2 separate regions of the Mus musculus genome follow, and region 2 is linked to region 1. Evidence: chromatin contacts called from public Hi-C data. All regions are on one chromosome and are shown on one strand. The core of a region is the stretch at or near the end of the contact, and the rest is flanking DNA. Distances in the headings are between cores, read along the strand shown.

Region 1 (5,615 bases), core at 783-3,282:
GACATAATCACAATAGCTTTGGGGAGGCTATATATTAAATTCCAAAAATATAATTCAGTGAATTAAAATATTCCATAAATAGAAAAGTACCTGTATCTATCAGAAAATTAAGTCCACATTACCTAATTTTTACATTAATTTGCCATTAGAGTTTTCATTGAAATACACCTTTTACAATACCTAGTATATATCTAGTGGGCATACCCACAATGATTTAAGATATGTCCTAAAGCAATAACTCCATATAGTTCTATAACATTTAATTACCTTTCTAAACAGTCTAAGCAACACAGAAAAATAATATCAATATACAATAGCCATTTTGACAGAAAGATTTCAGAGCATCAACTTTAAATTCTAATGTACATTATTATTTTTCATTTTTGAAATAATTGAAAAATCATAAATTTTGGAGTCATAACATATTTTGATGTAAATGTGCACAGTGAAGTATGGAAACACAGTTTTTAAGACAACTGCTAATATATACTTATCATCAAATATTATTAATTCAGCTAGTTGGCTCTTAGCAACACCTCCAGAAAGGGAAATTATCATAAGCTAATAGACCCTGATTGCAACAGTCTTTATTGTCTGTCCACACTCATTTTACACAAGGTCTATAATAAAAAGCTAACTCACAAACAGAAATATCCGATGTCACACAAAGGGCCCACTATTCCTGGGAACGAATCAATTTTTCAATAACTCTTAATGTAATTTGAGGTCTTCCATTATATAATACTCCTGAAAACAATTAAATTCTATAGTGTTTTCATTTAACCGTCCAGTTAGGATTCCTTAATACGTATATAAAAGTCATAAAATAAATTAAAAGTAAATGAAAGCAGATGTATAAAGTCCTTGATTCAGGAGGAAACCATGGGGAATGTTTGAGACTGGATAGTCAAATATTTATGTTGCTGAGTTTACCAACAGAGGTGGATTCTGAAGGGAAGCAACACATTCCAAATGGAGTGCTTTCTAATCTTCTCATCCCATTCATAAAACGCCGCTCTGTTATGCAATGAGCCCATTTAGCTTGGCTAACAAACATAGACTTATGTTTAGCCTTAATCAGTTGTACACAGATAGGAGAAACAAGTCTTTAGCTTGGCTAACAAACATAGACTTATGTTTAGCCTTAATCAATTGTACACAGATAGGAGAAACAAAACTAGTCTTTACTTAAAAGCATAACTTAGGTGACTAGCTCCAAAAGAGGTACTCTTCATTTCTGAAGGAAGTAAACCCGAAGAATGTGATTAAAATGGGGAATCTAGTGGTACAGTGAATGGCCACCTCATCACAGGAATGCTGGGGAAGAGAGGGTCCTCGAAACGTTTCCGGCCAGTTAAGCAGACATAGATCAAGGATGTCATAGCTCTGAGATAACTGTGAATGTGTTTGCTCTTTACCTCTGATACTAGGACCCTAATCTTTTTTGCCCTTTCTTTTCTTTTATCTTTCTTGTTTTTTAGACCACTTTGGGGGATACTGACACTGACATTTCTTTCTTAATGTCCTTAACCAAGCTGAATTCGCTCTACCCAGTCGAGATGGAGAACTCTCAGTAAATTCGTGAGAAAATTCTCCAGTTCACACCGCTATCACTAACCCAGGAAGCCAAGACCATCAAAGACAACAAGAGATGGGCTGTCCTCACTTTGTTAGCTCGTGTTTTCATTTTCCACACTCAACCTCCTAGGGAGCCCAGAAAGAAAATGAACAACCCTATCTATCTTTCATCAAGTCCCCTGAGCTGCTAGAGAGACCCTCTCAGTTTCTCCGAGACCATTCTTTCTTTCTTTGTAGACCCACCTGCATGGGCGCCTCGTGTCTCATTGTAGGCAAATGTCCTTTCTCTCTTGCTAGGACAGCGCTGGTCCGGGAGCCTGGTCAAGCGTGCACAGCCTGCGCGCTCCCCGCAACACTCCGCACGCGTGGGGCTCTGTAGCCCGCTCCAACATCAGCACCGGAGCTGTCCGCTCCTGACTCCGCACAAGCGTTCTGGCCAGGGACCCCGTGAGCTTCTGGGAGTTGTAGTCTAATCTTAAGAGGCAAATGCTCAAATGGGAAAATTGTGAACTACAATTCCCAGAGACCCAGAAAGATTTCCCTCGGGCTAGCCCCTCCAGCTGCACTGGGCGGTGGAAACCTCCCTTCTTTCCAGTTACACCGGTTGTTCTCGCTCTCAGCCTGCCTAACCATTTCTTCAAAGAGCGCTAGCGACAATAACACCAATTCATCCCAAACTAGGACTTTTTCTTCACAGTATCGCTTTTGGAAGCCAGACTGTATCTCTCTGGCTAGAAAACGCAGCACTTTGTTCTAATTTCCAATGCAAATGGGCTTTACCTTATCTCTATCCTGAACCCGGAAAGTTTATACTTACCCAGAGTGGAGTAGTTTTACAGTCTTATTCAACGATCGTGCGGGGAAAACGGCAGTGGGTGGCACACACATAAGAAAAGCGGTTCATCCGCAAGACTGAATTGAGAAGATCGGCACGCACGCAAACGCGAACACACACACACACACACACACACACACACACACACACATATCCACAAAAGCTAGATTTCTGACTGAGCCCGCCAGGCACTCCTTTCTGTTTACCTTTCCATACAGCTCCATTGCAGCCGGAGGTTCTGATAGCCTCAAGTAAGTCTCCCCACTACAAAGGAGATGAAGGTCTTATGCAGGCGAAAGAGCACAATGGAAAGGCTTGGAGGAGTGGTTTGCGAGACCGAAATGAGGGATGGAAGGGACAGCGGGTTTAGATGGAGGGCTTTCTTTCAGAGGGAAACCCAGAAGTCTTCTAGTGACAGCTGCAAAGAAAAGGCTGCTAGTCTCCTAAGAAGTGCCAGGGGCGCCCGTGCCAAGCGGCCCCTCCCCTAGCCCTCCCAGCACACACACTACCTGAGTGCTGCAGAGCTGATAGGGCACTGGGTTATTTACCAAAAGCAAGTCACACAAAATGAACACATTCATCACCAGAGCCCTGGAGCACCTTCACGGAATGAGATGGGAGATCTAGATTAAGTTAGCCGGTCAGTCCTTTCTTAAACGCGCGTGCAGCTATTCCTTTTATATTGCAATTACTCTCCTCCTGGAACGTTTCATACCATGACCTTCACGTCTCTAAACTGGACATTTATGTGCTTTTGTCAACTTCTAATGTGTGAGAGGACTTTTGTCGTCCGTCGCTGAGACAAGTCCTCTCCCCTCCAGAATGCAAGCTATCTGTGACCCCCCCCCCACCTTTTCAAGATGTCAGATTTATGACATGAGAGGCAGAGTCAAAGTTGAAACCCTCATGATATTCACAGACAGTCATACAAAGGTTAATTCGAGTCATCTTTGAACTTCATCTCCTTAGATAGATCAGCAGAAAGGATGTTCTGGGACTTAAATGGGCTAGAAACATGTCTTGGGAATTATCCTTCATATTCCCAGGCCCCATGCCAGATATTCTGTTGGCAAAAGGTCTGGGGAATCTATCTACAAACACCTTCCCCAGCAGTTCTTATGCAAGTAATTCTTTTGCTATAACTCAAACGTTGCTTATAAAGGATTTATACCAAATACATTTTCCAAAGATACAAACCTCAGAATTTCCCTCTAAAATCTCTGTATATGCAACAATGGTGCAGTATATATCTGATATAGCAACACACACACACACACACACACACACACACACACATACATACACACACACTGGTCTTTTTTTTCTTTTTTTCTCTCTCAAAAATCTGTCTTCTAATCTTTGATTAATGAGAATGTCATGTGGTATCACTTAGGTGAATTTTTTATTTTCATAACAACTTAAAAGAACATTTTGAAACCATCACCTCTTAGGTGAGTTATGTGATGAGTCCAGAAAATTAACTTACAAACTGAAGACAGGGCCAGTGCGACGGATCAGTGCAAAGGTGTCTGTTGCCAAGTCTGATGACCTGAGTTCAGTCCTTGAGACCCACATAGTGGATGGCGAGACCCACATAGTGGATGGCGACAACTGACTCCAACAAATCATTCTGGGACTTCCACGTGTGTTTTGAGGCAAACTCTTGACTTCACATACACAAACCTAAAATAAATAAGTAAATAATAAGTAAATAAATAAATCTCATATAATGAAAAAAAATACATTATTGTCTTAGTTTCTGTTCTGCTGCTGTGAAGAAACACTATGCCAATGTCAGTTTTAGAAAAGAGAATATTTAACTGCTGGCTCGCTTACAGTTTTATAGGGTTAATCCATGAGCATCAGACCAGGCAGCAGACAGATACGGTGTTGGAAAAGTAGCAGAGAGCTTTACATTCTCATCTGCAGGTGTCTGGGGGACAAGTCTGGCCATGGCTTCCTCCAATAAAACCATACCCACTTCAACAAGGCCACACCTAATCCTTTCAATCCTTCTCAAACAGTTCCACTAGCAGGGAACCCATCATTCAAACATAGGAGCCCATGGCAGTCATTTTCATTCAAACCATCAGAGTTAATAACAAAATAAATGGCAATAATAAATGTTTCCTGATAACAGCTAACTTCCAGAAGAACTTCTAAAAACTTATTAAGATATATATAAAGCAGTATATTTTTCTAACATATATTTATTGTATAAATATACACACTTGTGTGCATGCACCATGATTTGGTTTTTAAGATCAGAGCTTGCTAACCTTGCCAGGTAGTGGTGACATACACTTTTAACACCAGCACTTGGGAGGCAGAGTCAGGCTGATGTCTGTAAGTTCAAGGCCAGGCTGGTATACAGAGAAAGTTCCCGGACAGCCAGAGCTACACACACAGAGAAACCCTATCTCAAAAAACAAAAACAAACAAACAACAGAAAACCATCTGAATATCTCTCTGAAGTCAGAGCCCTTTGATTTTGCTTGAAATCAAGATGCTATCTATCAGTCTGGGAACCAAATGGCAGACGACTCTCCACCGATTATGTTTACTGTCTGGTCAAAAGTACAATAAAACTTGAAGAGCAATGCACAGTTCTTTCATAAACACTGCAATGCTTATATTATGGCATCTATGCTGTCAATCTTATGGCACCTGTTGCAAGGTAAGGTTGGAAATATGTATACTCTAGGCACAGTGGTGTCCTGCAGAAGGTCAGGACGTTTGTTAAATGGGGAAAGTGGGAAAACGATCATTGATGGAACAAGCTGGGGGCATCAGGATGACTGTAATCGTAAACATTCTGCTTCCTCTCTTCTGCATTTGTACCAAAATGTGAGTGTGTAATATAAAAGGCACTCATTCCCAGAGATCTGTGCAACTTAACAGCCATTCAAGTCTTAAAGTCAAGAAATTACTCAAAGTTAGAACATCGTGGTTCTTGTTTAGACGAAAGAAAGAAAGAAAGAAAGAAAGAAAGAAAGAAAGAAAGAAAGAAAGAAAGAAAGAGGAAGGAAGGAAGGAAGGAAGGAAGGAAGAAAGAAAGAAAGAAAGAAAGAAAGAAAGAAAGAAAGAAAGAAAGAAAGAAAGAAAGAAAGCGGGAGGGAGGGAGGGAGGGAGGGGAGACAGAGAGAGAGAGAGGGAGGGAGGGAGGGAGGGAGGGAGGGAGGGAGAGAGAGAGAGAGAAAGA
Region 2 (5,615 bases), core at 842-3,341, 37 kb after region 1:
TCCTTAGAAGTGGGAACAAAACACCCTGGGAAGGAGTTACAGAGACAAAGTTTGGAGCTGAGATGAAAGGATGGACCATGTAGAGACTGCCATATCCAGGGATCCACCCCATAATCAGCATCCAAACGCTGACACCATTGCATACACTAGCAAGATTTTATCGAAAGGAACCAGATGTAGCTGTCTCTTGTGAGACTATGCCGGGGCCTAGCAAACACAGAAGTGGATGCTCACAGTCAGCTAATGGATGGATCACAGGGCTCCCAATGGAGGAGCTAGAGAAAGTACCCAAGGAGCTAAAGGGATCTGCAACCCTATAGGTGGATCAACATTATGAACTATCCAGTACCCCGGAGCTCTTGACTCTAGCTGCATATGTATCAAAAGATGGCCTAGTCGGCCATCACTGGAAAGAGAGGCCCATTGGACACACAAACTTTATATGCCCCAGAACAGAGGAACGCCAGGGCCAAAAAGGGGGAGTGGGCAGGTAGGGGAGTGGGGGTGGGTGGGTATGGGGGACTTTTGCTATAGCATTGGAAATGTAAATTAGCTAAATACCTAATAAAAAATGGAAAGAAAAAAAAAAAGAAAGCTCCATGTATAACAGAAAAAAAAAAAAAAAAAGAAAAGAAATATTTTCCCTTACAGAATTCTGGACATATTGTCTTATCAAGAGACATGAGCTAGCAGCAGGTCAAATCCAAAATACAGCATAAATAATACATTTAATTTTTGAATTAATCTGTCTAAGTAATTGGAAAGAAGTTATATGCTAGTGCCATTGTAAATGCTTGCAATCATATTCAGTTTGGGGTGACTAGAGTAGACAGCTAATAAAGAAATTTCTTCATCGTAAACATGAAATGCCATGCTCCTCTTTGGTGACACCTACAAGCTCTAGGGTGTCTTGCAAAGGACGAATATGTACAAACATCAGCCTCACTCCCTAGTAACATAGTACACTTGTTGTCCTCATAGATTCTTGAGCCTTAAAAGGGAAGAGAAAAACATAGATGACTCATAAAGATGAAAAGTTTCAGAATGGGGCCACCCACCCATCTCCAAACTTTTAATCCAGAATCGTTCCTGTCTAAAGGAAACATGGGGACAAAAAATGGAGCAGAGACTGAAGGAAAGGCCATCCAGAGACTGCCACACCTAGGGATCCATCCCATCTGTACACACCAAACACTATTGCTGATGCCAAGAAATGCTTGCTGACAGGAGCCTGATACAGCTCTCCCCTGAGAGACTCTGCCAGCACCTGACCAATACAGATGCAGATACTCACAGCCAACCATTGGACTGAGCCCAGGGACCCCAGTGGAAGAATTGGGGGAAAAACTGAAGGAACTGAAGGAGACTGCAACCCCATAGGAAGAGCAATATCAACTAACTGGACCCCACCCCCACCCCAGAACTCCCAGGGACTAAACCACAAACCAAAGAGTACACATGGTTGGGTCCTTGGCTCCAGCTGCATATATAGCAGAGGATGGCCTTATCTGGCATCAATGGGAAGGGAGGCCTTTGGTCCTGTGGAGGCTTGATGCTCCACCATAGGAGGATGCTAGAACAGTGAGGCAGGAGTGGTTTGGTGATTGGAGGAGTACCCTCTTAGAGGCAAAGAGGAGGGAGGATGGGATAGGGCATTTGTGGAGGGGAGACCAGGAATGGAGACAATATTTGAAATGTAAACAAACAAAATAACCAATTAAAAAAAGAAAGAAGAGTTGCCCCTGCTGTCTTAGGTTTATTCCCCATCCCAAAAGAGACTTAGAGAGCATGGTGAACACAGAGTCTCTGTAAGCAACCACAGCCCTTATGGTAGAAGCGATGGTGCTCAGTCTGCGTTGCAATCCCTGCAAGGATCACATACCAGGTATCCTGCTTCCATATCCTATATTTATACCATGATTAATAACAGTAGCAAAATTATGGTTATAAAGTAGCAACAAAAATAATTTTATGGTTGGGGTCACCACAACACAAAGAACTGTATTAAAGGGTTGCAGCATTAGGAACCATTGGGATACTTTCATCTAGATGAACTGTATCAGAGGCAATGAACACTCTTCAGATAGGCTAGTGAAAAGAGAAGTGGGAAATATGCTAGGAGAGCTTTGGTTGGAGAGAAAGCAATGAGGAATCTTTGATTAACATATTATAAAGGTGGCTGAACTTCATTAAGTGATAATAGAGAAGCATTAGAGGACTGGGGGCAGGGAATCAGAAGGATGTCATGTTAATTATTTTTAAAGGAAGATAATGTGAAGTCTTAAGAAAGAAGGATGGATGGGCTGGAGAGATGACTCACAGGATAAGAGCACTGACTGTTCTTCCAGAGGTCCTGAGTTCAATTCCCAGCAACCACATGGTGACTCATAATAATCTATAATGGGATCTGCTGCTCTGTTGTGGTGTGTCTGAAGCTACAATGTACTTATATACATTATATATATATGTATATATATATATATATGTATATATATATATATATATATGAATGAAGGATGGAAAGGAAAGTTGACATCTAGCGATCTGTGCTCTCAGCCATTCTGGAAGTAGAATGGGGTTTACTGAGAGAAAACACCATCACTGTAAATACTCACTGTAAATACTCAGTGTTGAGGTAGTTCATTAACTCTTCCTTGTTGGGTCTTGGAAATTTTGAGTTGAAAATGTTCCCATGCCCCACATTTATGCCCTATCAGTACCTTCAACAGGTTGCTTGGCTTTTAAACTTCAAAGGATCCAACCCATACGAATTTGACTTCTGCTTTAGAGCAGGAGAGCCAGACAAAACATTATGTTCTATTCTACTCTGCTTCAGAATCTAGAGCACGCAGGCGTCCACAAGGTAGACTACAGAAGTATGGCCCAGGACTCTCAGTGTCAATGGCCATGATGCATTCAGTGTGTCATGGGCTTATCTCAGCCAGCATTACTATTCATCAGATCCTCTATGAGCAGCGATGAGTGCCACTCACACTAAGGAGCACTGTCACCTTTGCCAGTGTGTGATATCCTTCACAAGAGACAGGGGACACGGCAAGTTTGTTTTTAAGCAGAAGACTATCAAGAAAGAAAAATTCAGGAGAGCCATAAAAAGTAAACAGATGAATACAAAAATCACTGTTGGTTTTGCATGGTGCCCTACAGAAAAAAAAAAACCCTCCTTTTATTGAACAGATTGCAGGTGTTTAATATGCCAGTTGTGTAGATGACTGCCAAATATGTGTTTTGGAATGAGTAATCGCTGGATACTTATCTGTAGGTTGGCCGTGCTGGCCAGAACGGTTTAGCATTCTACTTCCATGCTAGAGTCTGGACTTGGAGGGCCTCTAGTGGCTGCTGCCAGCCTCATTAAGAGGAAAGAGAACAACTGCCAACAACTGTCGTGTCATGTGAAGAGTTTTAAACACAGAGTTTAAGCTGAAAAAGTTCTAAGTTGTTGTGTGACAGTTAGGAAGCTTTGGAGTGATAATCTGGTGAGCTAAGCCTGTAATCAGAAAACAGCAGTGTTGTCTCTCTTTGCCTGGTTCTATGCGCTATTGAGTTAGTTCAAGAGGCTCCATGGTAAAAAATAAAAGAGGCAAGCAAATACTCTGTTCCAGGAAATGACATTCACCTGCCTCTCAGCACCCACTTTAGGATGTTGGGTGGATATTCTTCAACGTTGAAGCACACTTAGTCTACTTGGATGCAAACTCCATCTGCTTCTCATTGATCACCCACTTAGAGGGGCTCCATAAAGACAGATACCAAATAACAGTGCAGCTATTGGGCTGGAGAACAAAACGCACCAAGCCTTTTCTGTTTGACTCTTACTGGAGACTTTTTACTTTGGACAAGAGAGGGAGACTGGAGGTGTGTTCTGCTGAGAGGTACTCCAGCCAGAAGTACTGATCTATCTGAGTCTGCCTGGAAACCTCCAGAATGAAGCTGTGCATTGAGAGAGACCTTGCCTGTTTGGTTTTGTACTGTGCCTCCTATGTCTCATACACTAAAGGTTTTCAATGCATTTTTGTTCCCAATTAGGTAATGAAAAAAAAATTTAAAGTAAGCTCGTTGTTTCCTGGAGTTAGCTGCTCTTCCCCACGTCGTGGAATGGTGCTTCTAAAACGTTCTTTTGCGTTTAGCTGTTATCACATGACAGTGAACCAAGATGAGCCTTTGGGCAAGTGAGATTAGAAACATCCGTAAATAATAAAAGTGGGAACATTTCCAATATCCTGAGAATTATAGTTTCCTAGGTATGCTATGAAAGAGGCTGAATACCCAAGTCCCCTCCCCTCCCTTCTAAATTCATGTCCTCTTATTCATGCTACACACACACACACACACACACACACACACACACACACATACGTGCAATCTGCTGAGTCCATTTAATGTTGAGATCATGCATGTGTGTTTAAGGCTAAGCAGTTGGGGTTTGATAAACTGTCGTGGGGTTCCTCTCTTGAGAAGATTGCTCTCTCTCTCTCTCCCTCTCTCTCTCAGAAGTCATTAATTCGCCTGTAGCTCCCCCCATCCATGTTGCCATGACAACTGATATTGTCATTCTTCAGGTCTTGTTCAGACAATGATATATTTTAGGTTTCTGATCTATAGCTTTCCCATTATGTATAGAAGACACTATTTTGCAGCAGATACCCCAGTCTTTGGGCTTTTATAATTTTCTGTCTCCTCTTCAGTAATGTTCTCTGAGTCTTAGGTGTAGGGGTTGCATTATAGATTCATCAGTTAGTGTTGGACGTACCACAGTCTGTTGTCCTGTGCATTTAGACACATTGTAGGTTTCTATAACAGTCTCCATCGGCTGCCGAGAGAAGCTTCTTTAATTAGGGGCCTTAAGTACACTCATCTGTGGTTGTAAGGATGCGCTTTTAGAATGCAATCATAAATATAATTGTTATAATTATAATTTGTTCACAGAAATTATATCTGTTTAGGAAAGTGGCAGTAGGGTGCTGTCTTCCAGGGGCTGTGATCTTATCAGCCAAATGTAATTGGCTAGGTTATAATACCAGGCATGAATTCTCTATTAATCACAATTACATTTAGACAATTACCTTAATTATAAATTGGACAATTGTTGGTTGCCCCTTGTATATAAGTACCAGTATTGTATGACAGGGATATCTTGCCATGCTAGTTATTGTTGTGGTTCATGGGCTTTACAGCTGAGCAAAACTATTGATTGCTTTTCTCCCATTTCTACTGCTGCTAATTGCAGAAGAGTATGTCATATCACCTGGAGCTTGTGAGCTTTCTGATGTGGGTCCTGGGAGGTGAACTTTGGGCCCTCTGCAAAAGTAGTGAAGACTCTTAATTGCTGAAGCATCTTTCAAATGCCCAACTTGAAATTTGGCTATGAACAAACATCTCCTCTATTGTTTATATCTGGAAGACCTCTGTCTTCTAGAGACTTAATTAAAGATCTGAGATGTGTTCTGTTTAGCATTTTGCTAGGAGCCAAATAATGATTTTTTGAAAGCAATGAAAAGACAGTTTAGATATGTAGGAAACAAACCTTACTTCTCTTACAAGTAGTCACTGTACTCCAACCTGGCAAAAGCCAATGAGAGAAATAAATAAATATAAGT

What was found. Hi-C and Micro-C count contacts between places; a contact is called where the count stands out from the background.
Region 2: a contact with region 1 is called in a Hi-C map of the N1E-115 cell line, with 3 times the contacts expected there. The contact joins the enhancer-like site here to the promoter of Rab3c in region 1. A contact is called at or near these places in 1 of 39 promoter capture datasets (macrophages), 1 of 15 datasets of contacts at CTCF or cohesin (the NIH/3T3 cell line), 1 of 484 Hi-C or Micro-C datasets (the N1E-115 cell line), 2 of 115 datasets of contacts at active chromatin or transcription factors (embryonic fibroblasts and neural tube) and 1 of 9 other capture datasets (pancreatic islet).

The regions. Positions count from the first base shown.
Region 1 is chr13:110,278,174-110,283,788 of GRCm38.p6, forward strand. It overlaps Rab3c (RAB3C, member RAS oncogene family), which reads right to left and starts at 2,033. Exons shown (of 5, transcript NM_023852.5): 1 at 1,822-2,033. The coding sequence starts at 1,845.
Region 2 is chr13:110,315,595-110,321,209 of GRCm38.p6, forward strand. No RefSeq gene overlaps it. Among named protein-coding and RNA genes, the nearest start is that of Rab3c, 38 kb to the left of the region's middle. Within about 2 kb of position 2,092, at least 10 of the 459 cell types and tissues checked have an H3K27ac peak or open chromatin away from gene starts, as enhancers often do. A contact at or near this core is called in the N1E-115 cell line, where this site is marked.